Linked DNA regions of Ovis aries: region 1 is linked to region 2. Evidence: chromatin contacts called from public Hi-C data. All regions are on one chromosome and are shown on one strand. Each heading gives the region's core, a stretch centred on a gene start, on an enhancer-like site or on the middle of the called end of the contact. The rest is flanking DNA. Distances are from core to core; before and after follow the strand shown.

Region 1 (6,712 bases), core at 3,587-6,086, 81 kb after region 2:
ATTCATAATGTTCGGATCAAAGTTAATTATATTTGCTATTACGATCAGTCTTGTGGTTGAACTATCTGTATATTCCTTTATCTTTTGCCACCATTACCAGTTTATGAGCCCCTGGAGGGCAGTAAAGGGTCTTATGTACCTCTCACACCACCTAGCACAGTGTCTGTACACAGTTTATGATCAACAGTGATTTGTGGAATGGAACTGATTGAGCTATCTAGCCTTTATGATGATTTCAGCCCATCTTGTGAAAGGGGGAGATACAGATTACAAAACCTAGAAAAGCCTATCTCCCCATCACCGTCGTCTGACTCTATCAGAAGAAAATAAAAACAACCACAGAAAATCAGCTCTACAGTGATAGTACTGGTGCCTTTTACGCTAGAACAATAGCTTTCAAACGTCTTTGCCCGTGGCTAACAATAACAAAAACATGCATTTGTAGATATAGATAATTAAAATAAATATTGCATACTTCTTTTGTTAACCTGTGATACACTCTGGTATTTTCTGTTCTATTTCAATTTTTAAAGAATAATTATCATAGCTTAGCAAATTATTTCACAATTGCAGTTTGTAACACAGTTCAGTAGAGGAAGAGCAGAAGTGTCTACCAGGACTTCCCTGGTGGTTCAGTGGTAAAGAATCCACCTGCCAATGCAGGAGACACAGGTTCAAGCCCTGTTCTAGGAAGTTCCCACGTGCCATGGAGCAACTGAGCCCAGCGCCACAACCACTGAGCCTTGCTCTAGAGCCCAGGCTGAGCCCACCTGCTGCAAATGCTGAAGCCCACGTGACCTAGAACCTGTACTCTGCAGCACAAGAAGCCACCATAAAGAGAAGCCTGCACATCACAACTAGACAGTAGCCCCTGCTCACCCCAACCAGAGAAAAGCCTGAGCAGCAACAAAGACCCAGCACAGTAGGAAATAATTAAATTATATATTTTTTCTTTTTCTTTTTTTTTTTAAGTGGCCATCAGTTGCATTGCAGCCTTGGAGGCTGTCAGCTTCTGGACCTTTCAGGGGTCAGGGAGAACTTCCTTGACCTTCCACTGCTCCTTCCCACATGAGCAAGTCTGTGGAGGTTGCCTCCACCCTGTGTGGTCCCAATGCTGTGCCTTTGTTTCCTCAGACCACAGACTCAAGCACCAGTTGGTAATCTGTACTATTGTTGTAATCTGGTCCGTGCCTCAAAGCAGTCCAATGAGAGTAAGTCTTTAATTGTTAAATGCAAAATTTGTGTAATAAGCATGGATGACAAAATCAGCTGAAACGATGAAAACCTTAGGGAAGAGGCAAAATTTTACATCAAACCCTCAAATTCAGCTAATTAGTTCACTCTAGAGATCAGAGCAACTCAGAAAGATGAGATCCAAGCTTTATAGAATACCAAGTGTCAGTGTCCATCACAAGTGGACAAAGGCCTTGGTACCCTTCGCTGGGTTCCAGGAATTGCCTCTTTCTTAGAAGCTCTAGGAACTATTCCCTGAGATTCATAAACAATCAACCTCTATTCTCATTTCAGAAACTAGAGCTCCAAATTATGGCATTTCTGATGAAGGCTCTAAATGAGGCAATTCTTGATGAAATAGAAGGGGAAGTGGTAAACACTCATAATGATACAAGGTCTCCTTCACAAACACCTCAAATCTTGCTCTTTTGCCACTAGATAGAGCTCTGTGGTAGTGATTCAGTCACTAAGTTGTGTCTGACTCTGTGCAACCCCATGGACTATAGCCCATAAGGCTCCTCTGTCCATGCAGTTCTCCAGGAAAAAAAAAAAAAAACTGGAACGGGCTGCCATTTTCTTCTCCAGGGGATCTTCTGAACCCAGGGTCGAACCCTGGTCTCCTAAAGCAGGAAGATTCTTTACTGACTGAGCCACAAGAGAAATCCAGATAAAGCTCTAAAGTGATGCCATTGTGATACAGTGAATCTTCTTCTGGGGATAAAGCTTTAAGATAAATATAAAAACCAAAAAAAAAAAATGTTTAATAAAAGCTACCCTAAAGAAATAGAGGAAAACAACAGAATGGGAAAGACTAGAGATCTCTTCAAGAATTATAGAGATACCAAGGGAACATTTCATGCAAAGATGGGCTCAATAAAGGACAGAAATGGTATGGACCTAACAGAAGCAGAAGAAATTAAGAAGAGGTGGCAAGAATATACAGAAGAACTGTACAAAAAGATCTTCATGACCAAGATAATCACTATGGTGTGATCACTCACCTAGAGCCAGACATCCTGGAATTTGAAGTCAAGTGGGCCTTAGAAAGCATCACTACGAACAAAGCTAGTGGAGGGGATGGAATTCCAGTTGAGCTACTTCAAATCCTGAAAGATGATGCTGTGAAAGTGCTGCACTCAGCTTGCCAGCAAATTTGGAAAACTCAGCAGTGGCCACAGGACTGGAAAAGGTCCGTTTTCATTCCAATCCCAAAGAAAGGCAATGCCAAAGAATGCTCAAACTACCACACAATTGCACTCATCTCACACACTAGTAAAGTAATGCTCAAAATTCTCCAAGCCAGGCTTCAGCAATACGTGAACCATGAACTTCCAGATGTTCAAGCTGGTTTTAGAAAAGGCAGAGGAACCAGAAATCAAATTGCTAACATCCACTGGATCATCGAAAAAGCAAGAGAGTTCCAGAAAAACATCTATTTCTGCTTTATTGACTATGCCAAAGCTTCTGACTGTGTGGATCACAATAAACTGTGCAAAATTCTGAAAGAGATGGGAATACCAGACCACCTGACCTGCCTCTTGAGAAACCTGTATGCAGGTCATGAAGCAACAGTTAGAACTGGACACGGAACAACAGACTGGTTCCAAATAGGAAAAGGAGTACGTCAAGGCTGTATATTGTCACCCTGCTTATTTAACTTATATGCAGAATACATCATGAGAAATGCCGGGCTGGAAGAAGCACAAGCTGGAATCAAGATTGCCAGGAGAAATATCAATAACCTCAGATATGCAGATGATACCACCCTTATGGCAGAAAGTGAAGAGGAACTAAAAAGCCTCTTGATGAAAGTAAAAGAGGAGAGTGAAAAAGTTGGCTTAAAGCTCAGCATTCAGAAAATGAAGATCATGGCATCTGGTCCCATCACTTGGGAAATAGATGGGGAAACAGTGTCAGACTTTATTTTTGGGGGCTCCAAAATCACTGCAGATGGTGACTGCAGCCATGAAATTAAAAGACGCTTACTCCTCGGAAGGAAAATTATGACCAACCTAGACAGCATATTGAAAAGCAGAGACATTACTCTGCCAACTAAGGTCCATCTAGCCAAGGCTATGGTTTTTCCAGTGGTCATGTATTGATGTGAGAGTTGGACTGTGAAGAAAGCTGAGACCGAAGAATTGATGCTTTTGAACTGTGGTTTTGGAGAAGACTTAAGAGTCCCTTGGACTGCAAGGAGATCCAACCAGTCCATTCTAAAGGAAAGCAATCCTGGATGTTCATTGGAAGGACTGATGCTAAAGCTGAAACTCCAATACTTTGGCCACCTCATGCGAAGAGTTGACTCATTGGAAAAGACTCTGATGCTGGGAGGGATTGGGGGCAGGAGGAGAAGGGGACGACAGAGGATGAGATGGCTGGATGGCATCACCAACTCGATGGACATGAGTTTGAGTGAACTCCGGGAGTTGGTGATGGACAGGGAGGCCTGGCGTGCTGCAATTCATGGGTCGCAAAGAGTTGGACATGACTGAGCGACTGAACTGAACTGAACTGAACTGAACCCTAACAAAAGGGAAGAATCCAACTAAACCCACATGTTTTCTTTTACTCATAGCCTGGTGGGCTGCCATCTATGGGGTCGCACAGAGTCGGACACGACTGAAGTGACACAGCAGCAGCAGCAGCTGAACATTTATTCTGTCCCAGATACCATAGTAAGAGCTTTATAAGCATCATCTCATTTAAGTCTCCTCATTCTATGAGGTTGATCTCACTTTCCAGATGAAGAAGGTTAGATACAGCAAATGTAAGTAGTTTGTCCTTGGAAGAGGAGATTTGTCCCAAACACCCATTATCCTGTTCTTGTTTTAGAAATAAACATCCAAATTTAGCCGGGCATATAGTCACCTGAGTAAAGACATTTCCCAACTCCTTTGCATGGCCACTGTCTTTGCTCGGATTGCTTTAGCAAAATACCATGGACTGAATGGTTTAAACCACAGAAAGTTCTTTCTCATGGTTCTTGGAAACTAAGAAGTCCAAGATCAAGGTGCTCACTGGCTCTGTTCCTGCCGAGAGCCCTCTTCCTGGCTTGCAGACTGCTGAATTGTATCCTCACAGAAAAAGAGAAAAAGCAAGCTCTCTGGTCTCTTCTCTTTTAAGGGTGCTAATTCCATCATGAGAATCCCATCTTCATGAACCCACCTAAACCTAATTAATTCCCAAAGAAATTAACGTGATTAGCTAATTAATGAGAATTAACCTAACTAACTGCCATTGGGAGTTATGGCTTAGCAGACGAATTTTGGGTGGATATAAACATTGCACAAGAGCCATACCATTAAATCTTGGACAACAGGCTCTGAGTGAAAGTGACCTGTGTAATTTCTGGGTCATTCCCTTAAAAGGGACAGCTCCCACACACACTTCTCTTCTTTTCTTCCCACTGGCTGGGATACAGATTTGACCTTGGGAGCTGAAGCAATCATCTTTCACCACAAAACAGAAGCTGTGTGCTGACGATGGTAGGACAAGAAACCAGATACTATGAAGTTGTCACATCAACTCTAAAGCATGGACTCTGTTATGTGAGAGAGCGAGAAGCTTCTCTCCTAGTGAAGCCAGTGTACTTTGTCCTCCACTACCACAGCAGTACCTATGTCGTAAGTAATTCATTATCCAGGCAGGTCACAGTCTCAATAAATAACCGTTTGTTATCTGAGCCCAAACCTGAGAATTTAAAGCTCGTTTTCTTACAGACCATATGGTAGCACCTGCAAAACACAAAAGGGGAAAGTGTACCAGAAGGAGTTCAAACTTGTACCTGCAGAAGGTTCTAAATGCAAACTAAGTTCAGCTCTTTGACGCCTGCGACAAGCCTGTACCACCACACACTGAATGGTCAGGCCTCTGGATCTTGAAAGAAAACACCAATAAACAGCTGGGAGGATGGAAGGCTTTCCACCAACCTTGACTATGCAAGCACAGTTTTGACCACTGCAGACAAGATAGTTTTGACAGTCGGACTGAGGTTTGCTATAGAAAGCAATCATCATAAACAATCCATAGAGATAACACAGTGTCAGTGACACTTCCCAGCTGACGTCGCGTGTGGTAGAACGAAGGTACTTTGGTTGTGGCCTCTGCTTACCCCACTCAACAAAAGTGTTTCTAACAGCCAATCCCAGTAGCAGCCTGGAACTTTAAACTGAAGAGCTGTCCATCCAAACCATGTGCTTTGAAAGAATCAGGGCTGCCCTGCCTCAAGGACATAACTGAGTAAGCCACCTTCCTGCTCAGCAGGAAGCCTTGCTTTTCATCCCATAGCTGATTTGGGGACAGTCATCTGATTTAGCCAAAACAAACAAAAACCAAATCATCTGCTTTTAGACCTGAAAGATTCTCAAATCCAGCAACTAGCAAATCTTCCCGTGTTTTTATACCAATGTCTCTTCCTGCACCCACAACCCCTCCCCACCATCTTGTAACCTAGAAACTCTGTGAGGAAGCATGTATATGCAAATATGGGCGTTGTGAAGAAATGGTATACATTTCTTTAGTTTCTGTGAACCTGAAGGAATCACTCAAACTAGTTATTCCCCAAATGTCAGGACTTGGGGCCACGTCTCAGAGCCAAGCAACAAGGCTTCCAAACCAAGTCAGCCCAGCTGCTCGTCCCTGTGGAAGAACTTGCTGAGGACACTTTCCCGCGTGCCTGCGGGCAGCAGCAGAAATCCAACACCCCGAGAAAGTCCCAATTCCCTGTAAACAAAGGAAGGAAGAACTGTTTATTGCAGCCACTGAAGTCTTTTAATATCAGGCTCCAAGTATGTCAAGCACACCAAACAAATTTAGCTTCACCACCTGTTCCGGAAAAGAAACACTCATGCCAAAATCCCCCCAAAAGCGCATAGATATTCTCAGTGTGGATTAGCTGGGAGTCTTTTCAAATATGTTCTATATTAGAGTTTGTAAACTGGGCACTTGACGTACACCACATGGCTGCTGTGTAAGACACATGAAGTTTTTGTTCTGAGCCTTGAAAAAAATCACACTCCTTTGCGCCACAGTTTTTAGACATTTGACAAAATGCTAAGAAGTACTAAGAAAGCAACATACCCTGGGTGCAACTCTGAGTTGGGATCACAAGGGAAAAAAGGGGGGGCTATATTCTTACTGGAGGGAAAAGATACAAACTTGAAAAATTCCATCATTCAAGAGATGTGCTGGGAGTGTGGTTAATTGTCCAAAGCATGGGCTAGATGGTAACTGAGAAAACAGATGTGTATGTAAGTGCCAAGAGGTATAAAATGTCACACAGTGGGCAATTAATAGGAAAAGTAATACCTTCATTAAACCATTAATATAAATGTCCAATTGGGAGAATACATTTGCAACCAATAAGGGTTTAATTTCCAAAATGTGTAAACAGTTCATACAACTCAATAACAAAAAAATCAAACAACCTTATCAAAAAAATGGGTACAAGACCTAAATAGAATCTCTTCAAAGAAGA
Region 2 (7,391 bases), core at 2,861-5,360:
AAGTCAAAAGCTAGAAACCCTTGGCGCAGGCAGGCAGGATAAGAGTCACTGACCCGGTAATCTCTGATTTAAAGGGCTTTGAGAGGAAGGGGGAGGAAAAACAGCCCAGGGAGGGGAAGAGCTGAAATTCCAGTCTTTCAGGTCAGCTGAGTTTTAGCTCTCTTTGTACTAAAAATCCATTAACCCACCCCATAAGAAAATATAGAATTGAAGTTCACATACACACTCCACAGTCTTTGCTGGTCTTCTCCGAGGCTGCAGTTGCTGCTGAAGCTTTGAAAACTTCCCGATTGCCAAGCTCAGGACTCCCAGGGAAAAGGGCATGATCAGGGATGCCTGCAACTGTTTGCAGGGAGCCCGACCTCCCTGGCGGAGAGCCACAGCTCTCCAGTCCCTTCTGCCGGCTGGGTCCGCAGGGACAAAACTGAGCTTTTGTTAAAGGTCGGTGGCGTCTCTTCCTAGTCTCTCCCCAGCTCTCTTTCTCACTATTAGTTCTCTACTAACTGCTCTGCCACTGGCTGAGCCCAAGCTGCCTCTCCCGCTGCAGCACAGAGGCACACACACTCACAGACACACACATGGCACACACCCACACCCCATCCACACAATCACCCAACACACTACACACAGGCACCCACACCTACACACAGACAAATGCATTCACAGGCAAGCACACACATTTTACACACCCTCATACCCACGTGTGTGCAAACACACATATGCGTAGGTGCACACATATGCGTAGGTACACACACAGACATGCTCATACCCACTCACACTCATACTCACACAAGTTTTTTCCTAAACCTTCAAACTCTTCAAACATTTTTTTCCTAAACCTTCAAACTTGTCAAACATTTTTTTTTCCTGAACCTCTCCTGAAATAAATTCCCATCCTGAAAGGTTTTTATTCAAATTCAGACAAGCTGTCCTGCATTCAGAAAGGAGGAGGGAGAGGGAGGGGACCTGGCCTCTTTGAACTTTAGTCACAGCCTTTAAAGGAAAAGAGGAGATTCTAGGGGTTGTTTTTAAGTACCACCTTAGTTCTTCAGTTTATAAGGCTTTTCATGTGTCTGGCTCTTTTTTAAAAACCCAGAAAAATTCTGTAAATCTCATCTCATTTGCATATAGTTTATGACCCCACCGATTCCACCCTATTACAGGTCAAGAAATGTCCTCTCAACAGAGATTCATTCAGTTAAACTTGGCGGGATTCAGTGGGTGGGTGAAAGCTTTGTTCCTTAACAACTGCAAGATAAAATGCTTTCCTGTGTTTCATCTCCACCAGAAAAAAAATAAAATAGTGGCATTACTATCTGGGCTAACTTTTAAATTGACCATAAATAGAGAAGTTGGAGTGTTATCTTGCTTTGGGGAAAATGTTTATATTGAGACACGTCTGGTTATTCTAAACTTTTGCCTAAAGAACAAGGCACTGTAAATCCAATTCAGACAAGACTGGTTTTCCTGAACAAGGTCACCATGTAAGACCCTCTCTCTGGGAAGCAATGAGAGGGAGAGAGAAGAAAATGGAGAAGAAAGGGAAGAAAATTATGTGAAGAAGGAATAAAGCAAAGAAAAAAATGAAAAAGAATACAAAGAGAGAGAAAAAAACAATAATTTCATTTTAAAACATGCTTTATGGATACTTCAGCAATGAAAGGGACATGTATACTTACTCAGAGTCACCAAAAATTTTAAATCTTCAAGAATCTCTTGATTCCTTCCTCTTGCTCTGAGAATAAATGGATGAAAATGTCTCCAAGAACCACTAAGCTTTCTGTAAGTAAACTGTGTTCACTACACACAAGTGTTAGTAAACAAAATATAGTGACAGTGTATGATGCGTGTACTAATCTTTAAAAAACCAAGAAATAAAGCCCTAATGATGACAGGAAACAGAGTGTGATAGACAATCCTGTTCTCAGACTGAATTTAAAACTTTCCCAGCTTATGAAAATCTCACCTGCAAAGAAATGAAGATAATTTTAGATGCTATTAGTTGAGAAAGGAATGATTGTAGGTAGTTGCCTTGATGTGCTTCTCCTAACATCTGGGCTAAATAAAGCTTGTGGATTCATATGGAAACAGAAATAAATGTTTTATACCACTTCTGTAGGGAAAAAAATACCTTCAGCATTCTAAGCAAAAAACAACAACAACTTAGATTGCAACATATTTCAGGAAATGTAATTTTCATTAAGTTAATTATACAAATGATGGTTGGCCTAACTTTGTGCTGAACATATATTAGAATAAACAGAACTATAGTTTAGCCAAAATATCTTGAAATCTGAGGTACCCACTTATACACATAAGTGAGTCTTTCTCATATCTTCCACCAGTGGATAGCGGCTGCTGAAATAATACAGTTATCAACTTTAATAAAGTATTCTTTGAATGAGTTGAAATGCAAAGCCAGAATGTTTTAAAAGAACTTAACCAAAGGAAAAATGAAGAATTCTCCCCCTAAAAGCATGTGTTGTTGAACTTAGTACTGAATCAAAATGCATTTTAAAGAAGTCATTCTATTTCTAACTCTAGGATTAGATGTCATATGAAAAATACAGAATGCCATGTGTTGGAAATGACCATACCTTTTTGGATTGTAAACATGTACAATTTTGTTAAACTGCCATAGAATATAGCATTCTCTAAGGAGCACAGCTAACACTTTCACCAAAAATCTATATTTAAAACAAATAGGAGTGTGCCTTTTAAGTGTTGCTGACGACACTAAGCACAGAAGTGTTATCCATCGTACTGTGAAGATGGTTTTCCACTGAATTCTTTTTTTTTTTTTCCATATTTATTTTATTTATCTGTCTGCATCGGGTCTTAGTTTTGACGTGAGGGATCTCTGATCTTCATTGCAGCATGCAGAATCTTTAATTGCAGCAGGCAAGATCCAGTTCCCTGACCAGGGATTGAACCCTGGCCCCCTGCATTGGGAGCATGGAGTCTTAGCCACTGAACCACCAGGGAAGTCCCTCCACTGAATTTATAAAACCCAGTGGCTATGGGAGACAATGCTGCAACACAAAAGACTATTGGCTAGGAGTGGAAGGGTCCACTTTAAATAGATCAAATTAAAGCAAATAAGTAAATAAAATGAAAGCAAGATTAACACCTTTTTATATGAGAAAAGAACAGAAACACAACCTAGTGGGAGTTTGTAGAGGCAGAGACTTGTTGACCTCAGAGTTTGGGGTGGCTATAGAATAACAGGGAATGAAATAAACCCAGCAAGGCAGAAAAAAGAGCCATGTGCTCTGCTTGAAACTCTAAAAGTGCAGACCAAGATCACTTTTTTACACAGAAGTGCAAAATTCTAAATAACACACCTTCAAATCTAATCTTCCTATGTATTTTTAAAGATATTATACCGAAATAGGGTTTATTTCAGGATTGTAATGACAGTTCAAAATAAGAATATCTAGCAATTTAATATATTGAAGGAGGAAAGAAGCCATATGATCATCTTAATAAATGTCAAAAAGTGGTATTCAGTAAAATTCAACACTCATTCACTAAACAAACAAACAAAAAACACTATTAGCCAGCTAAGACCAGAATGGAAATCTTTTTACCCAATCAAAGACCTCTATGAGAAATCTTATCCTTAATGGCAAAATTTTAGTAACCACTAATGGCAACCCACTCCAGTACTCTTACCTGGAAAATCCCATGGACAGAGGAGCCTGGTAGGCTACGGTCCATGGGGTCGCAAAGAGTCAGACACGACTGAGTGACTTCACTTTCACTTCTTTCACTTTCAAAGAAAGAAAAGAAAATGCCTGCTACAGTCACCACAATCCAACATCGTAGAAGACCCTACCCAATACAGTAAAAATAACAATAATGATGAGGCATGAGGAAGAAAGGAAGAAAGAAAAGAAAAGAAAGAAAGAAAAGAAAAGAAAGAAAGTAAAGGAAGAAAATAAAACTTTTACTTCTAAATGATTTTTTTAAGATTTTGTTTTTAAAAATCTAAAAGATATTCAATATTTCTAAAAGATATCTAAAAGTCTCCCTGTAAAATATCTTAAAGAGATCTTCCAAATAAGGGTGCCAGAAGAAGTTGTCCTGACGGGAGAGACATTGAAAGGGCAGCCTTTTCTAAATAGACACATGTACACACCCAGCATACAGCTGTTAATAACAAAAAAAAATCCTTCTCCCAGCGCTTTGTTTTATGTTTGGAGCCAATAGTCCAGCTGGAGAACTGAAAGAATGAAAGATTCAAGTTCTCTCATTTTATGAGGACTGATGCTCAAATCACATGTGCTTCACAGAATCTTTTTGAGAAAATGGTTCCCCTCCTCCATACTCCAAGCTATTGGTTGTGGAAGTAGAAACCCCTAGCACTGTCGTTTTCATATTTGTCCACCACACTGAGGCAGGAAATCAGAATAAACTGACTCATTTTGTTCCACTGCATGGTACTTTTCTCATTAATCATTAACACAGCTTCAAACACTAGCATTAAAGTAAACAGACATTAGGATTTCCATGTACATATTAAAAACGTGAAAAAAATCAAGAATACTTTTTATCTCCTTCTTTTACAGGAAAAGGGGGAAATATACCAAAGGCAACATTAACAATTTAGTTTTGAGTTGTTTTACATTTCAATTATCTTTGTGAGAGATTTGGTCTTTCAAAGCTTAGCACCAGGACGGTTTTATCTTTCCAAACCTAATACAAGGAGTTGGGAGTCTTGGCTTACTGATTTAAAAAAAAAAAAATCCAACTCTCTCAAAAGATAATGTATTTTCCATCAAAAAAAAAAAAACCAAAGTAAAAATAGTTGCTTCGTTAAAAAAAATCATGGTAGGTTAGTCCAAGAGGTGAACACTAAAAGTAACAGAACACACCCATAGGCAAAAGATGTTTTTCTCAGGAGTAAATGGCACAAATGTATTTTAAAAAATCCCCATGGACTTGTTTAGAAAGCTGAGGCTGAGTCACACAATGAGTGTGTCTGACAGAAATCAGAACATGCTGATCTATTAAATTATCTTCAACAGGGTTATTGAACTTAGCATATGCCAGGCACTGCGCTAATCCTGGAAAGGACAGAGATGAGTAAGTAAGACCTAGTGCCTGCTCTCAAAATCCTTACAATGCACTTGGAGAAGACAGGACAACAGAAATCACTTGTACACTGAGATGTGATTACAGATCACTAACAATTATTGAACATGCACCACCTAATGTCCATTTTTACTTATATGCATTTATTAGCTCATTGGACCTAGACAACTCTAATACCTTGAGTGGATCTTGGGGCTCAAATCCAGCATTAGCTCTCTGTCTCTCTATTGATAAACTTTGTCTCTGCTTCAATTTGCATATTAACCTTACTATCTCCTGGTACATAGAGGCTTTTCTGTGATAAAAAAAAAAAAAAAAAAAAACACCAGCAGCCCAGGTCTACTTCCTACGGCTTACAATCCTGAAGGAAGTAAGAGAGTCATCTTCCGCACTAGTTTTAGCAGAAGATAGAACCCTAGGGCAACTAAGGAAGAAGAAGGAGCCATGAATGTTGACACAACAGGACAATGTAGAGTGGGGAGAGGTTTTCTGAACGGGAACAGGGAAGAAGGATGCGAAAGCAGCTGGGCAGGACAGTCAGGCACCATGAGACACGTCAGTTTCAATCTTTAAGGCAATGGGAACCCTTCCTTACTGAAATATATTTGACATAAAATGCAGTGTCAATTCAAGGTGTACAACATGTTAATTTGATAGATTTATATACTGTAATTCAATTGCCATTGTAGTGATAATTAGCACTGCTACCACATCACATAATCATCTTTTCCTGTTCATGGTTGGAATAATTAAGTTTGACCCTCTTAGCAAGTTATAGTACGAAATTATTTTCTATTTTGACCACATGGTGCATTAATTCTCAAGCACTTAAAAGAGAAGGAAGCAATCATGCCATGAAAAGAGATGGAGGAAATTTAAGTGCATACTTCTAAATGAAAGAAGCCATTCTGAAAGGTTACATACTGTGTTATTCTGACTATATGACTTCTGGGAAAGGCCAAACTATGGAGATAATTAAAAAGAATAAAGGAATAAGGGATAGGAAGGATACATAGAGCACAGAAAAGCTTTAAGGCAATGAAACTACTCTGTATGGTAGATAGATGTCTCACAAATTTGTCCAAACCCAAAGCACATACAACACCAAGACTGAACCTTAATATGGGCTGTATAATCTATATGGTACTGATACCCCTCTGGTGGGAGATATGAGAATGGGGGAGGCTGTGCATGTATTGGGGTAGTGAGTATAAGGAAAATTTCTGTATCTTTCACCTTGAGTGATACATTCCATTCAATATTTCTGTGAACTTAAAATTTCTCTGAAAAATTACATCTAATAAGTATATTTTTAACATTCAAAAGTGTAAAAAAAAAAAAAAAAAGGGTACTTCTGGTCACAATTCCCAGAGAATTTCTCAAAGAGGAAAGATGGTCTTTAAGAATTCTACATGGAGGAATTGGACCCCTTGTGCACTGTTGATGTGATTATAAAATGGTGGAACCACTATAGAAAACAGTATGGAAGTTCTTTAAAATATGTATATATATAGACTTACATAATCCCACAATCCTTTTTCTAGATCTATACCCCTCCCAAAAATGAAAGCAGGATCTCAAAGAGATATTTGCACAGACACATTTCTACCAGCATTACTCACAGTTGCCAAGAAATGGAAAGAACCAGAATGCCCACTCACATATAGTAAGGTATATATTAGCACATTCATCCTAAGTATAGAGCATGATGAATGTGCATGCTCACATCCACTCATGTAACTACAACCCAGATCAAGTCAGAGAAGATTTTCAGCACCCTCAATGATTCCCTCATTTCCCTGCCCGGTCGACACCCTCCTCCTCACTCAGTGAAACTCAAAGGTGACCACTATTCTGGTCTCAATAACTATAGATGGGTTTTGCCGATTCTTGAACTTAATATACATAGAGTCATACAGTATATATTATCTTGTGTCTTTCACTCAACGTAAGTTTTGTGAGATACATCCATGCTTTTCACCAATAGTTTCTCTCTTTTTTATTATAGTGTAATATACCATTTATATGAATACTCAAAAATTTATTTATATATTTCTTTTGGGGGGGGGGGGTTCTGTGTTGGGACCAATCTGAATAAAGTTGCTGTGAACATTCTTGTGTTTGCCTTTGGGTGGACCTATGTACTATTTTCTCTTGGGTATATTTCAGGTCTGAAATTGCTATGTTATAAAGTATATTTTAGCTATAGCGTTTTAAAGCAGGATTTTAAATAATTACGTTAACTTCCAAGTCTAGTCAAACCTAGCCTAACTCTAATTCTACAACATTATTCA

The links. Hi-C and Micro-C count contacts between places; a contact is called where the count stands out from the background.
Region 1: a contact with region 2 is called in a Hi-C map of liver, with 3 times the contacts expected there. The contact joins the enhancer-like site here to the promoter of FREM1 in region 2.

The regions. Positions count from the first base shown.
Region 1 is chr2:83,635,640-83,642,351 of ARS-UI_Ramb_v3.0, forward strand. No RefSeq gene overlaps it. Among named protein-coding and RNA genes, the nearest start is that of FREM1, 80 kb to the left of the region's middle. Within about 2 kb of position 4,837, at least 2 of the 54 cell types and tissues checked have an H3K27ac peak or open chromatin away from gene starts, as enhancers often do. A contact at or near this core is called in liver, where this site is marked.
Region 2 is chr2:83,554,884-83,562,274 of ARS-UI_Ramb_v3.0, forward strand. FREM1 (FRAS1 related extracellular matrix 1) reads right to left here and starts at 4,111. Exons shown (of 37, transcript XM_060409486.1): 1 at 3,676-4,111.